Regions from separate parts of the Mus musculus genome. Here regions 1 and 3 are each linked to region 2. The links are chromatin contacts, called in public Hi-C and promoter capture Hi-C maps. All regions are on one chromosome and are shown on one strand. The core of a region is the stretch at or near the end of the contact, and the rest is flanking DNA. Distances in the headings are between cores, read along the strand shown.

Region 1 (2,700 bases), core at 32-2,531, 480 kb before region 2:
AGAATCCAAATTTGCCTCCCAGCATCCACACTGGGTGGCTCCTAACTGCCTGAACTCCAGCTGCAGGGGATCTGGCCTCTGGCTGCCTCGGGTACCTGAACTCACATACATTACCAACACATGGACATATACACATCATTTAAAAAACAAAACAAAAAGCTGGGCGTGGTGGCTCACACCTTTAATTCCAGCACTTGGGAGGCAGAGGCAGGCAGATTTCTGAGTTTGAGGCCAGCCTGGTCTACAAAGTGAGTTCCAGGACAGCCAGGGCTATACAGAGAAACCCTGTCTCGAAAAAAAAAAAAAAAAGAAAGAAAGAAAAAGAAAAAAAAAAGAAAACTATAATGCATGTGATATATGTTTTATATGTATATTATGAAAACAACATAGGAAGTGGGCCACTCAGGAATTATGCTGACGGTGGGAGCCCCAGCCCCCTGCTCTCTGCCAACCCTTGTCCCAGACTATACATGACCCCAGACAACCAGCCCTGATGAAGTTAAGGCAAAGCAGGAGTCCCCACTTCCCAGGTGTGGGTGTCCCTGCTCTTTGTCCCTCTGTTCTATTTAGACCCAGGACTAATATTTACCTTGTAAATAGGAAATGGGGGAGGGTGAGAACAAGCCTAGCTGTTGTGTAGAACTAGGAGCCTTAAGAGGCTGGCGAGTGCAGACAGGTTGGGAGGGACGGGGCTGTGTCAGGGAGACCCAGAGACTTGGGCCAGCACCTGTGCTGGGGCAGGAGATTGAAGAAGACAGCTAGAGGCCAAGAGGCCCTGGACTTGGCTCCTCCCAGGCAGCCTCCATTCACCAACCACAGCACCATTAGAGGAGAAGACAGAGGAGCCACCTCCTGACTGAGAGCTACCCTGTCTCACAGTGCAATGAGAGAGCTTTTCCCCTGCCACACCTATCTCTATTCCTTTTGTCTGTTATTCAGTAGGCCCGGTGTTTTGTGTGCTCTACATTAGTAAGCTCTTTTAGGTCTCAGCACAAAGCGTTACACCCACAGCACAATGAGAAAACTGCAGTGCATGGATGTGGGGAGTTTTGCACCATCTCTGTCGGTTGGGATTAGAAGGAGCCTCCAGAAGGACTTATTGATTCACATTTACCCACATCATAAATGGAAGGGTGACGGTCTTCTCTATATGATTTGTCTCCCCTAGAACATCCACCGCTGGTTCCAGGAGAACCTGTCCTCTTGAATGTCAGGGGTGGACATTTGTCCCCAAGGCCCTGATCTGCTGACCTCTCCCTTGCCACTGATTTCTTCACATCGGTTCAATATTAACCCAGAGAGAGTCAGGACAATCCCTCAGATCCCAGGAGCTGACACACTATGTCGCACGTCCGCGGCCTGGGCCTCCCTGGCTGCTTGGCTCTGGCTGCCCTGGTTAGCCTGGTACACAGCCAGCATGGTAAGGGGCACTTGGAGGCCTCGGGCAGGATAGAGGATGTGGGAAAGGCCTGAGGGATGGGGTTTCCTGCCTAAGAACACAGAATACAGGGACAGTCCCCAGGTGGTCCTCAGACCAGAGTGTCCAGCTTTGAGAAGGAGTCATGTGTGTGGTGCAGGTAGGAGGGCATCAGTTCTGTCTTCTAGAACGGGGGAGTGGGCTAGGGCAACCAATGAAAGGCAGATGACTCAAACTATGTTCAGTGGCTTTCTGGGTGCTTTCCCCATCCCCTATGTTCCCCCTTGGAAGCTAGCAGGGCAGCCAGCTTCCTACCCCTAATGGTTAAGCTAGCCAGGCTTCCTGAGGCGACTTCCCATGCCCCTGCCCCCTGCTGCAGTGTTCCTGGCGCCTCAGCAAGCACTATCGCTGCTCCAGCGGGTCCGCAGAGCCAACAGTGGCTTCCTGGAGGAGCTCCGAAAGGGCAACCTAGAGCGTGAGTGCGTGGAAGAGCAGTGCAGCTATGAGGAGGCCTTTGAGGCCCTGGAGTCTCCCCAAGACACAGTGAGTCCTGCAACACTCAATGCTAGGAGACAGGGCAGGTAGGCAAGGAACAGGCCTGGGTTCCCTCTGCAGGGGATCGCTGGACCAAGCAGGAAACATCCGGGCTCTTCCCCTTTTCAGACTTTCACTTCTATTCGGACTCTTGTCTCCTTGAGCTGCAAGATGGGCACCCAAAATCTGTCTTGGGGACTTGTAGGCCCGGGCTGTCACAGTGAGGCTCGCGACATGAGGGGAGCTCCTCAGCTTCAGCAGCCAGCTATACTGCGGCTCGGGGTTATCTGGTGTTTTGCTTAAGCCTTTCCGCCATTTTTGTGTTCCCTGTTGTGTACCACTGGCCCTGGGGCTCTGTTGCAGCCCATTCCCTTCCGGGGGACCGAGAGGGATGCACTTTTGTCTCCTCCAGTCAAGGGTGCGGGGCTCTCTCCCCCCACCCCCATATTTTCTCCCTTTGGAAGCCAAAGTAGGAGACTCAAACTGGGCTCAGGTGGTAAGGGAAGGATAAGGTGGTAAGGGAAGGATAATGCTACTAACCGAGTAGAACTCCATCCTGCCGTAGTCTCACCCCCAGCCCTTGCTTTGTAGGACGTGTTCTGGGCCAAGTACACAGGTGAGTGGCCAGAAAGGTTTGCCCAAGGAAGGGTGGCTGGGGGCGCTCCACTAGAGAATGTCCTCTCCCTCAGACCTTGTTGCTGTTGCATAAAGCACTCCTGGCACCCGCTCTGCCCTGCCCCCATCCCATC
Region 2 (2,700 bases), core at 147-2,646:
TCTTCAGTTCCTTCCTCGTAGTCCTGGGCTCTCCTGCCTGAGAACTAACTTGTGCCTGGGTTTCTGCTTAGGTACCTCTCCCTAGGGGAACACGACCGGAAGCGCCTGGAGGATGATGAAGACCGCTTGCTGGCCACACTTTTACACAACCTCATATCCTATATGCTGCTGATGAAGGTATTGCTTATGTACTGATTGATCGTATTGCTTATGTCCAGCTGTTACTGGTGCTAGAAGGGCAAGACTAGGTCTAGTGCCTACATTTTGGACTGGTTTGGAAGCTGCCAAAGTATCTGACTGAAAAGTTCAAGGCCCCTGTGGCAGCTTGCCCACTGTTGCGTTAACTGAAGCTGCCAGGCTGTTTTGTTACTGAATGTTATGAAAGTCATTGATTATTACCTGTTACTGGTTTACTTTGAATTTGATGTATTCCCTTTGCTGAGCTGTTTTAGGCTACAACAGAGCTCTCAAATTACAACTGATTTAATACTCTTTTTTTTTTTTTTTCAGTAGTATATTCTAAAACCTTCAGGGGCTCAGAATTTATTTTTGAGCACCAGCCCTTTGTCATGTAGAATTTTCTGTAGCTAGTAAAAGCTGTCTACTGGCATGATGGTTCATGCCAGCAAATAAGGCACTTGAGAGGTAGAGGCAGGAGGATCAGGGATTCAAGGCCAAGCTTGGCTATAAGTTCAAGACCAAGTAAAACTATATAAAATCTTGTCCAAAAAGTATCTGCTTATTAACAAAGGAGTGGTAACTCTAGTGTGAGTTGTTTGGGCTTCATATTTATAATTGTGGAGAAGTGTATTGCAAATTATCAAGAGAAGTTCTTCTCTGAAAGAGAAATGTGGATTTGGATTGGTGGTGGCAGAGAATTATTGTGAGAATGAGCCTCCCTGAGCTCTCCTTAGCTTTTATTTATTTATTTATTTATTTATTTATTTATTTTTCCCTTCTTGCTCTGGCCTTGCTCACTCCAGCCCAAAGATTTATTTATCTAGTTTATGTAAGTACACTGTAGCTGTCTTCAGATGCACCAGAAGAGGGCATCAGATCTCATTACGGATGGTTGTGAGCCACCATGTGGTTGCTGGGATTTGAACTCAGGACCTCGGGAAGAGCAGTCTTAACCGCTGAGCCATCTCTCCAGCCTCTCCCTAGCTTTTAAATGTGAAGGGAGCAGTTCCCAAACACAGAGACAGACTCTGTGAGCCTTTTGCTTTGGTTGATTTTGTGTCTTAGTTAGGTTTCTGTTGCTGTTATAAGCATTATGGCCAAAAACAACATGAGAACAGAAGGGCATATTGGCTAACTGGTGATAGTCTATCATCAGGGGAAGCCAAGCCAGGGACCTGGGAGCAGGAACAGATGCAGACACCATGGAGGAGTGCTGCGTATTGGCTTGCTCAGGCTGCTTTCTCAATAGACCTCTACACCAACCTGCCCAGGGAGGGCACTGCCCAGTGAGCAGCTGGGCTCTCACATCAATCATTAATCAAAAAACAACTCAGAGGCTTATCTGCAGCTGCAGGCCAGTCTTACAAAGGGATTTTCCCAATCGAGAGTCCTTCCCAGATAACTCTACCTTGTGTCAAGTTGACAAGTCAGCATTCCTATATTGTAAGCTTTTCTTTATGCTTGAATTCCATTTCCCTGTGGTCAGGGGTGGATGGTGGTGCTTACCTGCAAGGTGTCTCAGGTACTAGCGTCCCACTTTACTGTACCTGTGTTACTGTTTCTAAATCATACTCTAAGAAGTCCTTTTGGGGAGGATGTTATGGTGGTGTTGGTAAAGGATGGGAGGAGGTGTCTCCTTGATGTCCAACTCTCTAAGAGCCACTTTCCTGTAGAAGCTAGCTAGAGGCAGAGGCAATCCCCAGCATATGGACAGAACACACAGTTGAAAGTGTTCTGCCATAGTCAGTAACATAGTCTTTCAGAATTCCATTTCTCTCAGGTAAGTGGAAACTGATTATTTTCTTGTCTCTGCCTCACTTGGGAAGGGAGCAGAGCCTTTATTAAGACTCCTGTCTTGGCTTTACAGGTGAACAAGAATGACATCAGGAAGAAAGTACGGCGCCTAATGGGAAAGTCCCACATTGGGCTGGTGTACAGCCAGCAAGTCAATGAGGTGCTCGATCAGCTGAACAGCCTGGTGAGCACATCGGACCGTCCCTTTTATCCTGCGTGTCCCCCTGCCTATACAGCGCTTTCACACTAAACACGTCTGCCATGCTGCTATGCAGCCCAGTTAATGCCTAGTTTAGAGGAGAATCGGTAGTTACAGTTAGTAGTTTAGAGATGGGTAGCTATAGTTAGTAGTTTGGAGAATGGGTAGTTAGAGTTAGTAGTTTAGAGAATGGGTAGTTAGTAGTTTAGAGAATGGGCAGTTAGAGTTAGTAGTTTAGAGAATGGGTAGTTAGAGTTAGTAGTTTAGAGGTGGGTAGTTATAGTTAGTAGCTTAGAGAATGGGGCAGTAGTCCAGGTGAGGTGTTGGTCCTTCTGTTCAGTGTGGGGACTCTCAGTCCTCCAGCTGTTAGAGTACAGCAGTTTCCATGTGAGGTCTGCACACCTCTGCGGATCTGAGATGAAATCTGTTCTCATCACAACACTTAAATGCCTCCTTTTTCTTTTTCTTTTTCCTTTTCCTTTTTCTTTTTTTCTTTTGAAACAGGGTTTCTCTGTGTAGCCCTAGCT
Region 3 (2,900 bases), core at 216-2,715, 320 kb before region 2:
TAAACTGAATGACCTTGAACTTTTCTGATCCTTTTGCTTCTACCTCTTCAGATGACAGGCAGGCATCATCATGTCTGGTTTATGCAGTGCTTGGGGAATCAAGCTTAGAGCTTTGTGTTCATGCTAAGCAAGCACTCTACCAATTGAGCAGCATTTTCAACTCCTCAGTTGGTTCCTATCTGAGAGTTTCACCCAAGATTTCACTGGAAGAGGCCTTCTGCTTTGTGCACTTTGGAAACACTGGCCCGGCCCCCCCTTTCCGCTGTGTTTTTTTGCACATGGCATTCCAGGCTCTCCACTCAGGGCCTTGTTTTCCTACCTGGGCTCTCTAGCCCAGTAGACACCACCTCCTCTACATTGCTGCCATTAAGGTTGGCACGGAGGATGCGGTCCAGGGTGACATCCGACCAGAAGACCAGCTCCCGCCGGTGATGAAAGTCGAGGGCAATGGCGTTCTCCAGGTTGTTCAGTAGCAGCGTGTACTCGGAGCGGTGCGGGAGCACCTGCCGGATGTCGATACGATTGGCAAACAGTAGCACAGGTTCTGGCCCTGGACACAGCATAGAAATAGGACCCACTGGGCCTCAGAGCCACAGATACCCATCAGCATGCACCCTCAGGGCCTCAGCTCATAGCTGGGGCCCTTTGCCCACTAGAGCATGTCCCAAGCTGCTGAAATTTGGACTAGAACACTAGAATCCTTTCTAACCCCAAACCCAATCGCCTTTCACTTGGCGCCCAGATTGCAATTTGCAAAAAAATCAGTCTACATCTTAGCAAATCCCTCAGCTCTAACACCTGGCTTTTGTCTGTTCCGCCCACCCAGGCAAGTGCCAACCCTCCTTACCCAGAGCTTTGCAGCTGCGCCGATCGGGCCGTAGCTCATACCCTGCTTCACACCAGCACTGGAAAGCCCCTTCAGTGTTTGTGCAGCCCTGGCTGCAGTACCCCTCCTCAGCACATTCGTTTACATCTGTGGATACCAGGCAGGGTGAGGAAGCCTGCCTACAACCATCTTCCCACACACTCCTAAGCCACCCCATTGTCTCCCTGGTCACAGCTCCATATCCCCATCCACTGCCACAGCCAGGAGGGAAACTGTGTAACCAGTGGTTCGGGCTTTGAGGTCATGGAGTCTCAGATTTCAAACTCCAACTCGGCTGCTTACTATCTGTGTGGCTTTGGGTAAATTACCTATACTCTCTGCACTTCTGTTTCCCTATCTGCAAAATGAGAGAAATGATCCCTACTTCCCAGGGTCAGTGTAACGATGAGTCAAGGTCACACCCATCTGATATGTCACCCAGCTTCCCTCCCCTCCTTCCCCCCACCCCCAACAGGCCCCAGCTCACCCTGGCACGTTCTCCCATCCTCTGTGAGCCGGTAGCCTGTGTGGCAGGTACACTGCACTGCCCCTCGCACCATCTGACACTTCTGGGCACAGCCACCGTTGTTAACATTGCAGTTCTCCTCACCCGTCCGGGGCCCTGTGACAGCCAAGCCAGAGTTGGGAGCCGAGCCCAGAATCCACCCCCGTCCAGCCAACTTGGCATTCCACCTGGACCACGAAGAACAGCTCCCAAAAACTGTGAGAGTCCCAAGGGAGGCCTCCCTTTGAACCCTAGGGGTGGGGCTCAGCCACAAACCACGGGCAGGGCCCACCCGCTAGAGACACTCACGACAGTTCTGCTGTGGACTTTCGTCACTGCTGTCACCGCAGTCGTTGATCCCGTTGCACAGCTTCCTCTGCCCAATACAGCGCCCGTTCCAACACAGGAACTGGTCAGAGGCGCACTGGGGGCTTCCTAGAAAGAGAGGGAGGAGGGGGAGAGTCAGGTCACAGGAGGGCAGGGCTTGAGTCCACAAGGGACAGGAGCCTGTCATTTTCTAGGGTAAAGTGGAGCCAGCTGAGCGTCAAGGTGGGAGGGATGGGGTCCGAGGCAGGAAACAGCTCAGACAAGGCTGGTTGAGTGTCTGAGTTTGTTTTCTCCCTGGGATTCCACGATGGATGAGTGATGGGAACAGAGTCGGAGTGTAGTCTTGTAGTCAGAACCAGGTTTAGCAGGGACTGGTGGGGTGGGCGGGGAGCAGACGCAGAGACTGCCAGTCCTTCCTGCAGAGTGGAAGTAGACACTGGGCTACTGGCTGGACAACAGCCCTTCCTCCCAAGGCCAGATTGGAAGTGAGAATTTGAGCAGCTGCAAAGACTCACAGCCTTGACTCTGTGTTCAAGAACTGTACACAGTTCCTCAGCGCATCTGGATTGTGCATGTGCATGTGTGTGTACGTATGTGATATGTTGTGTGGATGTGTGGTACACGCATGTGACTATGAATATGGGTATGTGTGCCCATACCTGTGTGTGCAGAGGCCAAGGACAATATCTGATAACTTTATCGTTCATTCTCTGTCTTATTGCCTTGAGACAAGGTTTCTCATTGAATCAGGAGCTGGCCATTTGGTGAGGCTGGTTGGTTAATGAGCTTCAGGGGTCTGACTTTCTCTTCCCCCCCCAGCGGTGGTGTTACAGGCACTCACAGCCATACCTAGCTTTTTAACTTGGGTGCTAGGGATTTGAACTTGGGTCCTTGTGCTTGCATAGCAAGTGCTATCTCCCCTGCTCCAACAGCTGGATCTGACCCTACTCACTGGGAAGGGCAGGGCAAGTCCAGGCCATTGAAAGCAATGGCAATGTTCCCTTTGCTTCTCTGCCTCCCACTCCCAACATTAGGGCAGGGCGGGGATACCGCTGGGGACTCCACCTGTGTTCTCACAGTTTTCTTCATCGCTGTTGTCCGCACAGTCATCCTCCCCATCACAGCGCCAGGACAGACGGACGCAACGGCCTGACCGACAGCGAAACTGTTCGGCTGTGCACATGGAGGTGGCTGGACAGAGCA

Evidence for each region. Promoter capture Hi-C pulls out the DNA fragments that hold promoters and counts their contacts. A called contact is a pair of places that touch in the nucleus more often than the background predicts.
Region 1: a contact with region 2 is called in a promoter capture Hi-C map of liver, with 4 times the contacts expected there. The contact joins the promoter of F2 here to the enhancer-like site in region 2. A contact is called at or near these places in 1 of 39 promoter capture datasets (liver), 1 of 484 Hi-C or Micro-C datasets (liver), 3 of 115 datasets of contacts at active chromatin or transcription factors (embryonic midbrain, extraembryonic endoderm stem cells and neural tube) and 1 of 9 other capture datasets (embryonic stem cells).
Region 3: a contact with region 2 is called in a Hi-C map of liver, with 1.9 times the contacts expected there. The contact joins two enhancer-like sites. A contact is called at or near these places in 1 of 39 promoter capture datasets (embryonic stem cells), 1 of 484 Hi-C or Micro-C datasets (liver), 1 of 115 datasets of contacts at active chromatin or transcription factors (extraembryonic endoderm stem cells) and 2 of 9 other capture datasets (adipose tissue and pancreatic islet).

Annotation. Positions count from the first base shown.
Region 1 is chr2:91,635,038-91,637,737 of GRCm38.p6, reverse strand. F2 (coagulation factor II) reads left to right here and starts at 1,281. Exons shown (of 14, transcript NM_010168.3): 1 at 1,281-1,420; 2 at 1,797-1,960; 3 at 2,543-2,567. The coding sequence starts at 1,342.
Region 2 is chr2:91,151,912-91,154,611 of GRCm38.p6, reverse strand. It overlaps Madd (MAP-kinase activating death domain), which reads left to right. Exons shown (of 35, transcript NM_001177720.1): 26 at 72-177; 27 at 2,048-2,158. Among named protein-coding and RNA genes, the nearest start is that of Madd, 26 kb to the left of the region's middle. Within about 2 kb of position 1,396, at least 4 of the 459 cell types and tissues checked have an H3K27ac peak or open chromatin away from gene starts, as enhancers often do. A contact at or near this core is called in liver, where this site is marked.
Region 3 is chr2:91,475,171-91,478,070 of GRCm38.p6, reverse strand. Lrp4 (low density lipoprotein receptor-related protein 4) reads right to left here. Exons shown (of 38, transcript NM_172668.3): 8 at 2,763-2,888; 9 at 1,680-1,805; 10 at 1,353-1,487; 11 at 848-973; 12 at 320-550. Among named protein-coding and RNA genes, the nearest start is that of Lrp4, 19 kb to the right of the region's middle. Within about 2 kb of position 1,465, at least 98 of the 459 cell types and tissues checked have an H3K27ac peak or open chromatin away from gene starts, as enhancers often do. A contact at or near this core is called in liver, where this site is marked.